2 separate regions of the Sus scrofa genome follow, and region 2 is linked to region 1. A link is a contact called in public Hi-C data. All regions are on one chromosome and are shown on one strand. Each heading gives the region's core, a stretch centred on a gene start, on an enhancer-like site or on the middle of the called end of the contact. The rest is flanking DNA. Distances are from core to core; before and after follow the strand shown. Region 1 overlaps LOC106508273 (a long non-coding RNA gene). Region 2 overlaps MFHAS1 (malignant fibrous histiocytoma-amplified sequence 1).

Region 1 (6,936 bases), core at 1,164-3,663:
GATGCTTGTATAGAATTTTTTTTCTTTTTATAGCTGCATTCACAGTATATGGAAATTCCTAGGCTAGGGGTTGAATTGGAGCCGCAGCTGTAGGCCTATGCCATAGCCACGGCAACACTGGATCCTTAACCCACTAAGCAAAGCCAGGGATTGAAACTGCATCCTCACAGAGACAACACTTGGCCCTTAACCTGCTGAGCCACAAAGGGAGCTCCTGATTGTATAGAACTTTAAAGCAAACAAATGGGCCTTTAAAATTTCTCAACAAAACAATTAAGTGGTTAAAATATGATCATCAGAGATGATATCCAGATTCAATTAGGATGGTATGTGTCACATTTCTGATAGTTAATGGAATGGTAAATAACAAATCAAATATTTACATAGAAAATACAACAGAACATTTTATGAACAATAGCTTACTGCCATAGTAAGATGACTAAGCTCAACATTGCAGATAAAAACAGCAAAGGAAAAATCCGAAAGCAAAACTCTTTTTTAATCAATTTTTTCTCCAAAAAAAAAGCCTATTAAGTAAAATGAAATGAAATTACGAATTTTCTCTACCTATTAGTATGTGTCCTTCCAATGGACACAAAAAATTTAACATGCATTGGGCTGTAACAGGTGTCGACCTGTTTAAGGGGAGGTGTTTGATTTTCTTTTTTTTCTTTTTAATTTTTTTAGTATAGTTGATTTACAATGTTCTGTTTTATTTTTCTTTATGTGACCTGGTGTGAATACAAGGGTGCCAGAGTTCTTGAACCTGAAGATATTTCAAAAAAAGTCACAGCAACAAATCTTCGGGTTACTTGTGCTTGTTAGATTGAATCACTATGGGACTTGGACCTCACGGCAGAGTAGTTGTACAGTAAGTTGGCTAGTTGTCCCTTTTGGACAATCTGTACCAAGTGGGTGGACATCCTGGAAAACTCAAAAGTATCATAGTATCTCAGGGTTGGAGAGTACCTTCTATACCACTGAGTAGCCTGCATGTACTTATAAATGAGCTGTTCAGTGACCAAAGTATTTATTTAATTATTGTATCAAAGCATAATTCAAACAGTGATCAGCATTTGGCCACGGCATTTATGAAGTTTAGTAATTCATCTATAGGAGACTCAAACTATGGTGACATAAAAGATCAGGTTGCCATTGGTTGGGAGCGGGATGAAGGAGGGAGGGATAAGTAAGTGGAGCACACGGGAGTTTTAGAACAGTGGAACTACTTGTATGACACTCTAATGACCCATTTATGACATTCATTTGTCAAAACTCATAGAACAATGCAATACAAAGAGTGAAGCCTAATGTAAACTATGGACTCAGTTAATAATATTGTAGCCATATTGATTGATCAGTGGTAACAAAGGTACTACACTAATGTAAGATGTCAATAGAGAAACTGTGGGGAGGGGAGAAGGGACACAGGGAATTCTCCAGACTTTCTGTTCAATTTTTCTGTAAAACTGAATCTGCCTTTTTTTTTTTTTTTTTTTTTGGTCTTTTTTTAGGGCCTCACCCACAGCATACGAAGGTTCCCAGGCTAGGGGTCGAATTGGAACTGTAGCCACTGGCCTACGCCACAACCACAGCAACGCCAGATCCGAGCCATGTCTGGGACCTACACCACAGCTCACAGCAATGCTGGATCCTTAACCCACTGAGTGAGGCCAGGGATCAAACCTGTGTCCTCATAGATACTACTCAGATTCATTTCTGTTGAGCCACCATGGGAATTCCTGAAGCTGCCCTTTTAAAAAAAATCTATTAACATTTATTTATTTATTTAATGGCACTGGTGGCATATGGAAGTTCCTGGGCTAGGGATCAAACCCCAGCCCCAGCTATGACCTTTGCCACAGTTGCAACAACGCAGGACCTTAGCTCACTGTGCCAGCTGGGGATCAGACTTATGTCACCCAGAGACAATGCTGGATCTTTAACCTGCCACATCAGTAACAGGAATTTTTAAATAACTCAATGCTGAATTTTAATATTTATTTGTAATAATAAAAGGTCAATAATAATATAATTGAAAACTAGCATTTCAAAACCAAGCCAGGACTATGATGCTCTGATAATGTTTTATAAGTAAGGCACTGAATACTTTCCTCTGCTATCTGGTTTGTTCAGCCGTCTGGGGACTGGTCCAGGTCCTGCCTCTTGTGGAGCTGGCATGGACCTGGTGAGCATTCGTCCACTGGTACAATCTTGGCAAGAGCTCGCCTTGGGTGCACTGCACCTCCAGGATCACTCTGGTTCCCACCAGGGTGCCAAGAACCAGGGGCAGCTCCAGCATGGGTTGGTGATCGTTGCTACCATGCTGCCCAGCCACTGCATCATACAGCACTGGCTCCACCTGCCTGCCTAGCCTAGCCTGTCACCACCGCCCCAAGCCCCGGCACCAGGGATGGCAAAGATGCTAAACAAGTGGATCTGCTCTGAGCCCCCCTATTCGAATGGTGGCCAAGGCTAACAGGTTGCAGGAGCAGGCAGCCGAGGTGGCTGGGAATGAAGCCCCCACATGGGGCTGGTTTATTTTCTGCCTCCCCAGCCCAGTTTAGGGCTGCAAACAGGCAGTGCTTAGCTCTGAATGTTCAGTCTGTCATTCCTAAAGCCTGGATGACAGTGCTTGCAGCCTAAAAATAAACTCCCACTTCCCTTGGGGGCACTGGGATTTATTCTATTTAAATTTCACAGATTGTTTTCATTCCTCCGGGTTTGAAGCACTGGAGGCTGAAATCTGCTTCTCAGCTCTTTGTATGTATTTGTTTTAGTGACAGAGTCACCCTTGCAACAAGGGCTACTCCTATGGCAACTGTCACAAACAAGATCAGGCTTCTACTGAGGGAGGAAAGAAAGCCTCCCAAGAAAGCCAGGCACTTTCTTCCATGGATATGAATCTCCCTTTTAGGGCCTGGTGAGCAGGAGGTGAAGAAAGACTGGCATGACAAGGATGTTTTCATGATGAAGTCTAGCATGGTGCTAACTCAGCTGAAAAAAATTTTAAAGTGTGCCCTTCCCTTTGGGTTAGAAGTAAATGTTGGAATTAAGAGTTAATGCTTATTTCAAACAGTTACATGAGGGGAAAGTGTTACACCTTAGCTTATATTCATACAATTGCATGCACTGTCCTTGATATTATAGATAGATGATAGATATGATATATATATAGAGAGATGGCTATATATATAGATAATGCATAAGATATAATGCACATATAATATATAATTGTTGCATATAATTAAATAATATTCCATTTATTTTGCAACTTTGTAATTCTGAGAAGATAGTTTGGAAAACACTTGCAACGCTTTATTAATTAATTAATTAATTAGTCTTTTCAGTGCCGCACCTGTGGCATATGGATGTTCCCAGGCTAGGGGTCTAATTGGAGCTGCAGCTGCTGGCCTACACCAGAGCCACAACAACGCCAGATCCAAGCCACATCTGTGACCTACACCACAGCTCATGGCAATGACAGATCCTTGACCCATTGAGTGAGGCCAGGGATCGAACCTGCAACCTCATGTTTCCTAGTTGGATTTGTTTCTGCTGTGCCACAACGGGAACTCCAGCAACACTTTATATTTTGAAGTTTATCTTAAATTCTTATATATAGAGTTGAGGTTCAAGATTTCTCTGGATCCAGTCTGAAAAGCAAGGCTTCATTTCCTTCTAAAAGAAGAGTTCTCAACCCTATTAGATCCTGTGCTCATTTTTTATGAGTATTTTGTAACGCTTCCTTAACTACGCAATTCAGAGTTAATTTCATTTACCTACACCATAATTTAAAAAAAATTAATACAATGCTCTAACTAAAGAAGAGTTCTCAACCCTATTAGACCCTGTGCTCATTTTATTTTTTATTTTATTACTCAAATGAATTTACCACATCTGTAGTTATATAATGATCATAACAATCCAATTTCACAAGATTTCCATCCCATAACCCAAGCACATCTCCCCACCCCCAAACTGTCTCCTCCAGAGACCATAAGTTTTTCAATGTCTGTGAATCAGCATCCGTTCTGCAAAGAAGTTCAGTCTGTCCTTTTCTCAAATTCCACACGTCGGTGAAAGCATTTGATGTTGGTGTCTCATTGTATGGCTGACTTCACTTAGCATGATAATTTCTAGGTCCATCCATGTTGCTAAAAATGCCGGTATTTTGTTCATTTTAATGGCTGAGTAATATTCCATTGTGTATATGTACCACATCTTCTTGATCCACTCCTCTGTTGATGGACATTTAGATTGTTTCCATGTCTTGGCTATTGAAAAGAGTGCTGCAATGAACAGCACTCTTTGCGAGTCATTGTTTTCTCTGGGTAGATGCCCAGGAGTGGGATTGCTGGATCGAATGATAGTTCTATTTTGAGTTTTCTGAGGCATCTCCATACTGTTTTCCACAGTGGTTGCACCAACTTACAATCCCACCAACAGTGTAATAGGGTTCCTTTTTCTCCACACCCTCTCCAGCACTTATTGTTTGTAGACTTTTTGATGATGGCCATTCTGGCTGGTGTATGTAACCTCATAGTGGTTTTGATTTTCATTTCTCTAATAACGAGTGATGGTGCTCATTTTTTATAATGAGTATTTTGTAACACTTCCTAAAATGCAATTCAGAGTTAATATCATTTACCTACACCATAATTAAAAAAAAAATCAATACAATGCTCTAACTAAAATATAAAGGTGAAATAAAAGGGAAATGATTACTAAGAATATGGTACAGGGACAGGATGTAGAGTCTGACACGTAGAGTCACATGTGAAAGTGACGGCCACAAATTAAAGCTGATTCAGGTGTCTCATAATGGCAAGCAAATTATCCCAAATTGGTGATAAGATTTTCCAAAATGACAAACAACTCTTAGTAAAGCAAGCAAAACAGTGTAATATTTCTCTTTATACATTGTAGTTGCATTCATGAAATTCAGTGTATATCAAAACCATGCAAAAGATATTTTGTCCTTATAGGTAACATGAATTGGGTTCTAGGCTCATAGAATAATAAATAGGGTGTTCAGTTTATTTGATTTTCCTACACAATTATCAGATGGAATATTCAAAAGTTTATAGAACAGTTCCATGCCAACACCACTACCCCAATATTGTGACAACTAATCCCCCCTCCCACACAGATTTCCAAAACATCCCCTAGGGGTAATTCCAAACCACCCTATCACTGTTCTAAAGACAGAACTCTGACTCCAAGAGGATCATAATGTTAATATATTTTATTCATTGACTTGAGATGTGAATCAAAGAATGGAAGGAGAAATTGCTAAAAATCAGACTGTCTTAAAATCAAATTGATCATAATGAAAGGAGTAAATTCTTAGACCTTGCCACTTTGAGAAAGAGCTGAAATGACTTGTTTATTCACAAACAAAAGGGCTATGCCTCCAAAAGCTTTTCTAAGCATTTTGTAAATGCAGCTGGTCCCAAAGCCAGGTGATGCCTTAGGAGCTCAGTCATGGGGAATAACACAGTAGCAATGAGGCCAGCGATGAGCTGAATGAAATGGGGGCATGAGATGCAGTATTCTCTTCTTCTCCATCTTCAAAGAACTGCCTGTCTGTAGAAACCATATCAAGCCAGCTTGAGCATGGCATCCCTTCTTCAGGGCTAAGTGCCATTTGCTTGTCCAGAAATAGCATAAATCACAAGCATATTCTATATGCAATCTATCAAATAGTGACATGGAACTGTGAGAAGCAGGGAGACTGGATTAAGAGGATGGAGGCAAAGTAAGAATTCTCAACCCTGGTTGCACACTGAGATAGTGTGGGAAGACTTTTAAAAATACGGATGGCTAGGCCAATCCCTTTGGTATTCATTTTTCCCCAGTAAGTCTTAGCTAATTATTTAGTTTTATGTCCATATTTTATAACTATCTGTCCCCATTAAGATTCGTTTTGAGAATTAACCTGTATATTTCAATAGTTTTCTCCCTTTAAATTCGGGGTTCAGGATACTTATAACACATCTTGTTATGAAATAGAAAACCAGTGACCCTATATTTGTTTCATTATCTAATGCCTCTACCACTTAACTTCCCATTCATTGAAGCTAAAAGCTGCCTGTAGTCCTATCCCCTTCTCCCTCCAATTCATATTCTCCTAACCATAAACTTACCATCACATTTTCAATGCAATTTGTGGACCAAAAAAAAAAAAAAAAATGGTGCCTGCTGTTTCAATAAACAAAGAGTGTTGTCTGCCATTCTGATAGACATTGAATTACACACTCCATCAAGCCATCAGCCATTGCAACCTCCCCTCCTCCACAAACAGTGCCCTCTTGAGGGGAATTCAGGGTGGAGGAAAAACTGGATACTGGCTTTAGGTAGCTAAGATGCATATCAAAGAAATATTTTCAATCACCCCAGACTCTTGCATCTTCCCATACATAGAAGAGCACTAAAATCATTAATTGGAGATGTCTGTGTGACTAGCAGTAATATTTTGATATTCAGCTACTTGGCTTTTTTCCAAGCAATAACTCTCTCTCTCTCTCTCTCTCTCTCTCTCTCTCTCTATATATATATATATGTCCTGGCTCCTCCCTTACCTCTTTGGAACAGTGTCTCAGAGCTACCTGAGAGGCTATAGTCCTCAGTAAGTTCACTGAATAAAACATAACTTACAACGTTTAGGTTTTATGTGTTTTTTTTTTTTTTTCTTTTAGGGCCACATGTGCAGCATATGGATGTCCCCAGGCTAGGGGTTGAATTGGAGCTGCAGCTACCAGCCTATGCTAAAGCCACAGCAATGCCAGATCCAAGCCGCATCTGCGACCTATACACCACAGCTCAAGGCAACGCTGGATCCTTAACCCACTGAGCAGGGCCAGGGATGGAACCCACATCTTTGTGGATACTAGTCAGGTTCTTAAGCCACTGAGCCACAACGAGAACTCCAAG
Region 2 (6,936 bases), core at 3,116-5,615, 130 kb before region 1:
GGGTTAAGGCTCCAGCATTGCTGTGAGCTGTGGTGTAGGTCACAGACGCAAGCTCAGATCCTGTGTTGCTGTGGCCATGGCTCTGACTAGACCCCTAGCCTGGGAACCTCCATGTGCTGCGGGTGGGGCCCTAAAAAAAAAAAAAAAAAAAAAAAAGGGCTAGCAAACTCTCATCAGCTGTTTTTCCCCTGTAGAAGAACAGAACACCAAGTCTTATTTTATTTTATTTTTTTACTTTTTTAATGTTATTGTCTATCATGGTCTATCCCAGGAGACTGGATATAGCTCCCTGTGTTATACAGCAAGACTTCATTGTTAATCCATTCTCCATGTAATAGTTTGCATCTACTAACCCCAAATTCCCAGTGCATCCCCCTCCCTCCCTCTCCCCCTTGGCACAAACACAAATCTGTTCTGTGAGTCTGTTTCTGTTTTGTAGGTACATTTTTTTTAAATAAACAGGAGATAAATGAAATTAGTTCATCTTTTCCTGCTAATCATCAGAATATTTGGTAGCCATTTCCATTAAGAAACATAGTAATAATAGCAGGTTAAGAACCTGATGATGCTTGTGTGAGGATGTTAGTTTGATCCCTGGCCTTGTTCAGTGGGTTAAGGATCTAGCATTTGCCACAAGCTGTTGCATAGGTCGCAGATACTTTTGGACCCAGTGTTGCTCTGGCTGTGGTGTGGGCCTCAGCTACAGCTCCAATTCAACTGCTAGCCTGGGAAGTTACATATGTTGCAGGTGCAGCCATAAAAAGAAAAAATTTAAAAATATTAAAATTTAAAAAATAACATGGGGGAAATAACAAAATATAAATGCAATCTAAAACACTAATCAAGTTAATGTATATGAAATTTCTGCTCATAGAGAAATAATACGAAGTAGTTTAGTTCTGGAATCAGATAGCCTTAGTTCCAATTCTGGCTAAGATTTGCTGGCTGTACTGATCAGTGAGGGTCTAGTCGGACAACCACAGAATAAGGTTTAATATAAATAATTATTAACCTATTATATAGAATTTACTACCAAGACGAATGAAGGGTGAACTCTACAGAATACCCTACAGCTGAAGAAAAACAGCCAAGAAAGAAAAACTTGGGTGTGAGGAGGCCACAGCAAAGCTGAGATTTAGACTTTGTTGAATGGATAGAATATGGTGCAGCCCCTGAATGGGGGAAAAGCCTGCTGCGTTGCCCAGACCAGACTGGTCCACAGTCAGCTGGCTGAAGCTGGCAGGGAACTGTCCTCTGGGTGAGAAAATTTCCCCAGGAAGCTGTCTGGGAGGGGAAGGCAGGGAGCATGCTATTGAACTGAAGCCGGATGGGGTACCAACTGAGAGTCCCTGAAAAGCTATCCCATGGGATGCTGCTGAATCAGTGAGGAAGCCAGCTAGGATACCATCAAAACTGGAGAGGTGCCCTGGGAGACACTGCTGAGCCACTGGGGAGTCAGCTGAGGGGCCCACAGATATCATTCCAGCCCTTGACCACATCATATACTCGTAGGGAGTCCTGGGACCACGAGAGTGGTCCCCTAAACTGCAATGGTCCCCTATACTGTGAATCTCTTTCAGAACTGTGTTTTCATTTTCACCATATATAGCCCTGCCAGTCTTCAAAATATAGGAAGCCACTGAGTTCTAGGCAATTTGACAGTGTAAAGGCATTTCTGGCTCCAAGATGTGTTGAGTTCTCAAGTCCAGTTTTGACTCTAAATGCCGTGACTTTGTTTTTTTTTTTTAAAAATCACTTGGAAATGACCTTCTATCCTTGAAGGCTTGTGGACAATTGGTCAAGTCTTACCATTAAAAAAGTACAATGTACAAGCCGAGGTCTGTAGAACCCCAGAAGCAGGTCAGCTGGGGTTCTTGGAGATGACGTTGAGCTAAGGATACAGCTCACTACCTACTTTCAGCGAGTCTTCATGGCCTCTCATTAATTAGGCTGCCCTGAGCAAATGAAATTTCAGCACTTCGACTTCTTCCCAACATCCTCCAAGGTGGTGACAGTGGTGACAGAGGCAGAAGGAAAAACGAAGGCCACATTCTTAGTTTCTTCTCTGACTCATAAAATGAAGCTAACCTGTAAAGCCCTCAGATGCTCCTGATGAGTAATGCAATGGAAGCCAAGCCTGTCCCTGACGCCAGGCACAAGTGACCGGATACTTTGAATTTTTCTTTTTATGGCAGGTGTTCCATCTGGTGCAGACAGGCCTAGCTTTTCACTGTTTAACCCAGTTCCTGACAGAGGATGACTCTCCTCAGAGTAATGTTTGCTTTTAATTACAAAAAGCTTTTTGTTTGAGGGACAGAAGGAGGTGACTAAATATCTTGAGTATGCTACACCAAAAAGAGTGGCATTTGGTCCAGGGGTCTCCTCTTGGATGGATCAGCATGCAGGTCTCTTCCGGATCAAAAGAGCTAGGACTTCAGGGTAAACATCTGGCAAAAGTTCAAGGGGTAAAAATTTTGCTGACAAATTTTTTTGCAAATCTCCTTCCTTCACATTACAAGCTTACATTTCCTTTTCCTAATGTCTTTTTCTTTTTGTGTGTTTTTATTTGTACATATGCAACCCTCTGTACCTTTCTTCCCCACCGTTTCCTCATGCTTGGCTCTTTGAAATTCCCTCCCCACCCCCCAGGCCCCCATTCCATCACCTGCAGTGGAACAAAAGGCCCCCCCATCACCTCCTTCTCCAGGCTGCTCTTTTGCCTAGACTTCCTCCACCTGCAGAAAGAGTCCCAGGGTCCCTGAGGAGCTTCCTTCTCTGAGTGTCCATCGCAGCACTGGGATGATATGCCAGGGAGAAACTGTGGGAAGATTCCTCTTTGAAGTGTGAGGCCCCAACAGACACAAAATAAATATTCCTAGGGGCCAGGACAAACATTCTGGGACAGCAGGTGAACCTGGCTCCTGTGGCACTTATTAATTTAATAAGTAGGAGAATTACTCCAGGGACGTTGCCAGAATCTGAGGTGCCTACAATGGTGTAAAATAAAAGATTGTTTTATATTAACGTTCAGTACACTTGGTATCAGCACTTCCTCAGACTCGCGCAGATAGTAGACAAATCGCCATATTACAAGAATAAGAGATCCTGTCTTTAGATTCTGTACAAAATTTCTCTAGAATGGCCAAAGAGGAGTCACATTGTATCCTAGAAACAAAGAACCACAAGGCACTACTTGAAGCTTAAATAAGGGGGCTTTAGGGCAAGAAAGCTTTCATATGGATGGTAAGCCTACTGTAAAAATTCGCTGCCCTGAAATAAGACGGAGAAAGACAGATACCATCTGATGTCACTCACATGTGGAATGTAAAAAAATAAAATAAGTGAACAAGCTGAACTAAACAAAGACAAACACACAGATTCAGACAACAGAATAGTGGTTCCCAGAGAGAAAGGGATGGAGGGAGGGCAAAGGGGAACAAATTGATGGTGATGGATGGAAACTAAAGTTTGGGTGGTGAGCACTGTAGAGCATACATAGAAGAAATACAATATTGGAAACATGAAACTTACCTAATGTTAAATCAGTTCACCTCAATTAAAAAAAAAGAAATAGAAATAAAAAAGTAAATAGCCTTGAGAAGTGGCAAGGGCTGGTCCAAAAAGGTATAGACAGATTCATGGAGGTAAATTAGTAACACTACGAGAAGGTTGAGCTTCAGAGGTCGTCTACAAGCTTATACTCTTAGTGATGACATGCAAAGAAATAAAGTGACCCAATCGTTCACACACATACAGATACCTCACTGGAGTTATGATCTGGGGTTAACCTATCAGCTGCTGGCTCCGCTCGACCTGTTGCATCAATGGCCCTGTGTACGAGCACATCCCTCAGCAAAATGCCTCTGAGGTCTTAGACCACCCTCTTTCCTTACTGACCTTTACTAGGTCTGACCCAAGTCAGAGCTGACTGGGGACACAGGGAAACATAGCCCTGCCTCTTCCCGCCATTCATTCATTCCAGCTCGCCTCAGACGCTGTGCCGGCCACTTGGCTCCATCACCATTGCTAAGGGTTTATATAAATACAAATCCACCCAAGAAAGGAAAAATATTTCTCCTTTTCCTGCTCTGGATAAAGTTCTAGCCGACTTGGCTGAGGATGAGACATGCTTCATAGATCAAAGTGCACTCAGGCGAGGAGGCAGGGCGGAGGAACAGAGCCCAAACCCAGCTCTGGCCTTCCCGCTCTCAACATGCAAGTCAGGATCATAAAAAAGCCCCCATGCCGCTGGACTGGAGTGTTTTCAAAAGCTTACTCTTTATTTGGATAGCCTGTCACCTACTTCTTACTGGAAACCATTCCAGGCTCAGAGGAGTGAATGCAGACAGTTTCCCAAAAGCCTTCAGACTAAAACTGCCTCCCTCCAACCTGCGTTCTCCTTTCAGCTGAAAATGGGAGGAACTTTTAGGACCTGAACTGAAAGCTGAAATGCTGACCAGGCAGGCTTGTCAAAACTGACCTGATTTTGAAGGACTTAGGGAACGACCTGAAGTCCTTAGGAGTGATCCTTTGCTTCACGTCTCCAAACAAGCAAGATGATGACAATTCCTGCAAATTCATTTCCCTTGGAGGAAGGTAGTGGGGAGGAGGAATGAATTACTCTGGGTGAGGGGGGAGCTTCTCTGAGAAGCCCCTACAGGGCCCTGAAAAACCCCACAAACTTAAGAGTCAGACCCACAGACACTACAGGGGAACCTGTTCCAGCCCGGATCCTCTTCCAGCAGGAGTTTTTCTTTATCTACCCCCCTGCCCCCATCCAAGTTTTCATTCCCAGAAGATCCAGCCTGGACCTGAGGCCAGTTTAAACAAACAAAAAGCGGAGTGCCCGTGGTGGCGCAATGGAAACAAGTCCGACTGGTATCCATGAGGATTCAGGTTCAATCCTTGGCCTTGCTCAGTGGGCTGGGTTGGGAATCTGGTGTTGCCATAAGCTGTGGCGTAGGCCAGCAGCTACAGCTCCAATTTGATCCCTAGCCTGAGAATCTCTATATACCACAGATGCAGCCCTAAAAAGCAAACAAAACAAAAACCCAGATTGCAACTGTGAACAAGAAAGCATTTTTTTCCACTCTAGGTTATTTGAGAAATATGCACATGCATTTTTTAACCAGTGATCACATTTTCAGTCTTAAATAGGAGTAGTTCTTTTCCTAATAGTTAATGGCATAGAAACTGACCAAATTAAAATCTATAACCTTAAAATTCTTTGGTAAGAAAGAATTCTTTTTGAATTATGTAAGTCTTTATTTTTCTTATCTTTCAGATACACCTTTTCCTGCAAGGAGGTACACAGCTGGCTTCCAAATGAAGCCTCAGCACAAAGAAAAAAACATAAACATGAAAGTGTTTACACCCATTAGAATGTATGGGACCCCCAAACAGGACTGGCTTCATCAGGGGAAAGAGCCACCTCTGGGGGCAGCTCGGTCTGCTTGCTTGGCTGTGGCCTCAGTTCACCCCCAGTCCTGAGCTCTTGCCTGGATATCACACCGAGATCCCACTACCTATCAAACACTGTCACTTGGATACTGACGTGCCCAAAATCAAACTCTTGACTCCCACTGGCTCCACCCCCCACCAAGTTACTCCATTTCCAGGTTTCCCTGTGTCTGTGAACGTCCACTCTGTTCTTCAGTCACTTTGGACAAAAAAAAAAAAAAAACCAACCAAACAAAAATGGAGTCATTTTTCCCTCCCCTTTTCTCTCACACCACACACTGAATACATCGCTGCATCCTGTTCCAGCTTCAGACCCACTGGCATCCTACCATGTCATCAGCTCCTTGGTCCTTGCCACCTCCTGCCCCCACAGTCCATTCCCCACTGAAGCAGAGGGGCTCCCTCAATGCACATCAGGTCACATTACTCCTTGGCTCAGACCCTCCACCGCCTCCTCTGTCACTCACACATCTACAGGGTCCTATGTCATCTCCCTTCTCCTACCCTGGCTTCACTGGCCTCCTTGCAGGGCAAACTCCTACCTCAGGACCTCATTCTAATCACTGAGCTTCCCCATCCCTGCTTTGTTCAGTCTCAGATATCAAAACCTCAAGAAGAACTTCCCTGACCCCCCTGTATAAACAGCACCCCCACCTCCTAGTCACCCACTTTCTGTCCCCTCTTTTATATTTCTTATGGTATTTCTGTCCACCTAACATGTATTGATTTATGGCGTGTCTCCTCTACTAGAATGTAAGCATCACAAGTATGGGGATTCCTCTTGTTCACTGTGGGATCCAAGCAATGAAAGCAGTGCTGGGCCCATAGCAGGTATGAGATGATGGTGAATAAGTGACTGATCATTTGATGAGTCCAGAAATTGACGGCATTTACAAAGCGGCTTCTCAAGCTCTCTCAGGGATGTGGTCCCAAATCTGACACTAGTGGGGCGCACACTCAGGCCATGAGGGCCACAGACTACCCCCTCTTCTTCCCAAGGGGACACAAATGGCCAGCTGGGGCAAGTGTTCAAACTTCCCAGCCCATCACTGTCTCCTCCATATGCCAGGCCTGGCACAGAAACTGGAAGCGCTCTGCTCCAGAAGCCACTCTGCTTTTCTGTTTTACCTGGTTCTTGCATCTTTTACGAACTAAAGAGAAAGTCATGTCAAAGTCAAGATCCATTTGGGGAGACTCCAATGCCAACATCTTGAAATGTTTTCTAAATTTGAAGAATTACAAGACTTAGGGAAACCTGTTAAGTGTAGCTTAAAAAAAAAAAAAAAAACCGCCCTCTTCTGAATTATAGTTGGAATGGGTTAGAGTGGGGGAAGGGGACTAGGGAAGTGGAGGTACTATAAGTTATTTAGTGCTCTGGGGATGGGGTAGGAGGAAATCAGATCTAAGCACCCCCCCCTTCTTTTCCCCAGTCTCAGATAGTTTGTTCACACACATGTGCTGATCAGCACCCTGCTG

Evidence for each region. Hi-C and Micro-C count contacts between places; a contact is called where the count stands out from the background.
Region 2: a Hi-C map of liver shows a contact between it and region 1, with 5 times the contacts expected there. The contact joins two enhancer-like sites. A contact is called at or near these places in 3 of 47 Hi-C or Micro-C datasets (embryonic fibroblasts, fetal liver and liver) and 1 of 2 datasets of contacts at active chromatin or transcription factors (alveolar macrophages).

What each region holds. Positions count from the first base shown.
Region 1 is chr15:56,140,153-56,147,088 of Sscrofa11.1, reverse strand. It overlaps LOC106508273 (a long non-coding RNA gene), which reads right to left. Exons shown (of 3, transcript XR_001305012.2): 3 at 4,486-4,619. Among named protein-coding and RNA genes, the nearest start is that of ERI1, 20 kb to the right of the region's middle. Within about 2 kb of position 2,413, at least 14 of the 83 cell types and tissues checked have an H3K27ac peak or open chromatin away from gene starts, as enhancers often do. A contact at or near this core is called in fetal liver and liver, where this site is marked.
Region 2 is chr15:56,271,265-56,278,200 of Sscrofa11.1, reverse strand. The region is part of intron 1 of MFHAS1 (malignant fibrous histiocytoma-amplified sequence 1); the gene reads right to left. Among named protein-coding and RNA genes, the nearest start is that of MFHAS1, 74 kb to the right of the region's middle. Within about 2 kb of position 4,365, at least 24 of the 83 cell types and tissues checked have an H3K27ac peak or open chromatin away from gene starts, as enhancers often do. A contact at or near this core is called in fetal liver and liver, where this site is marked.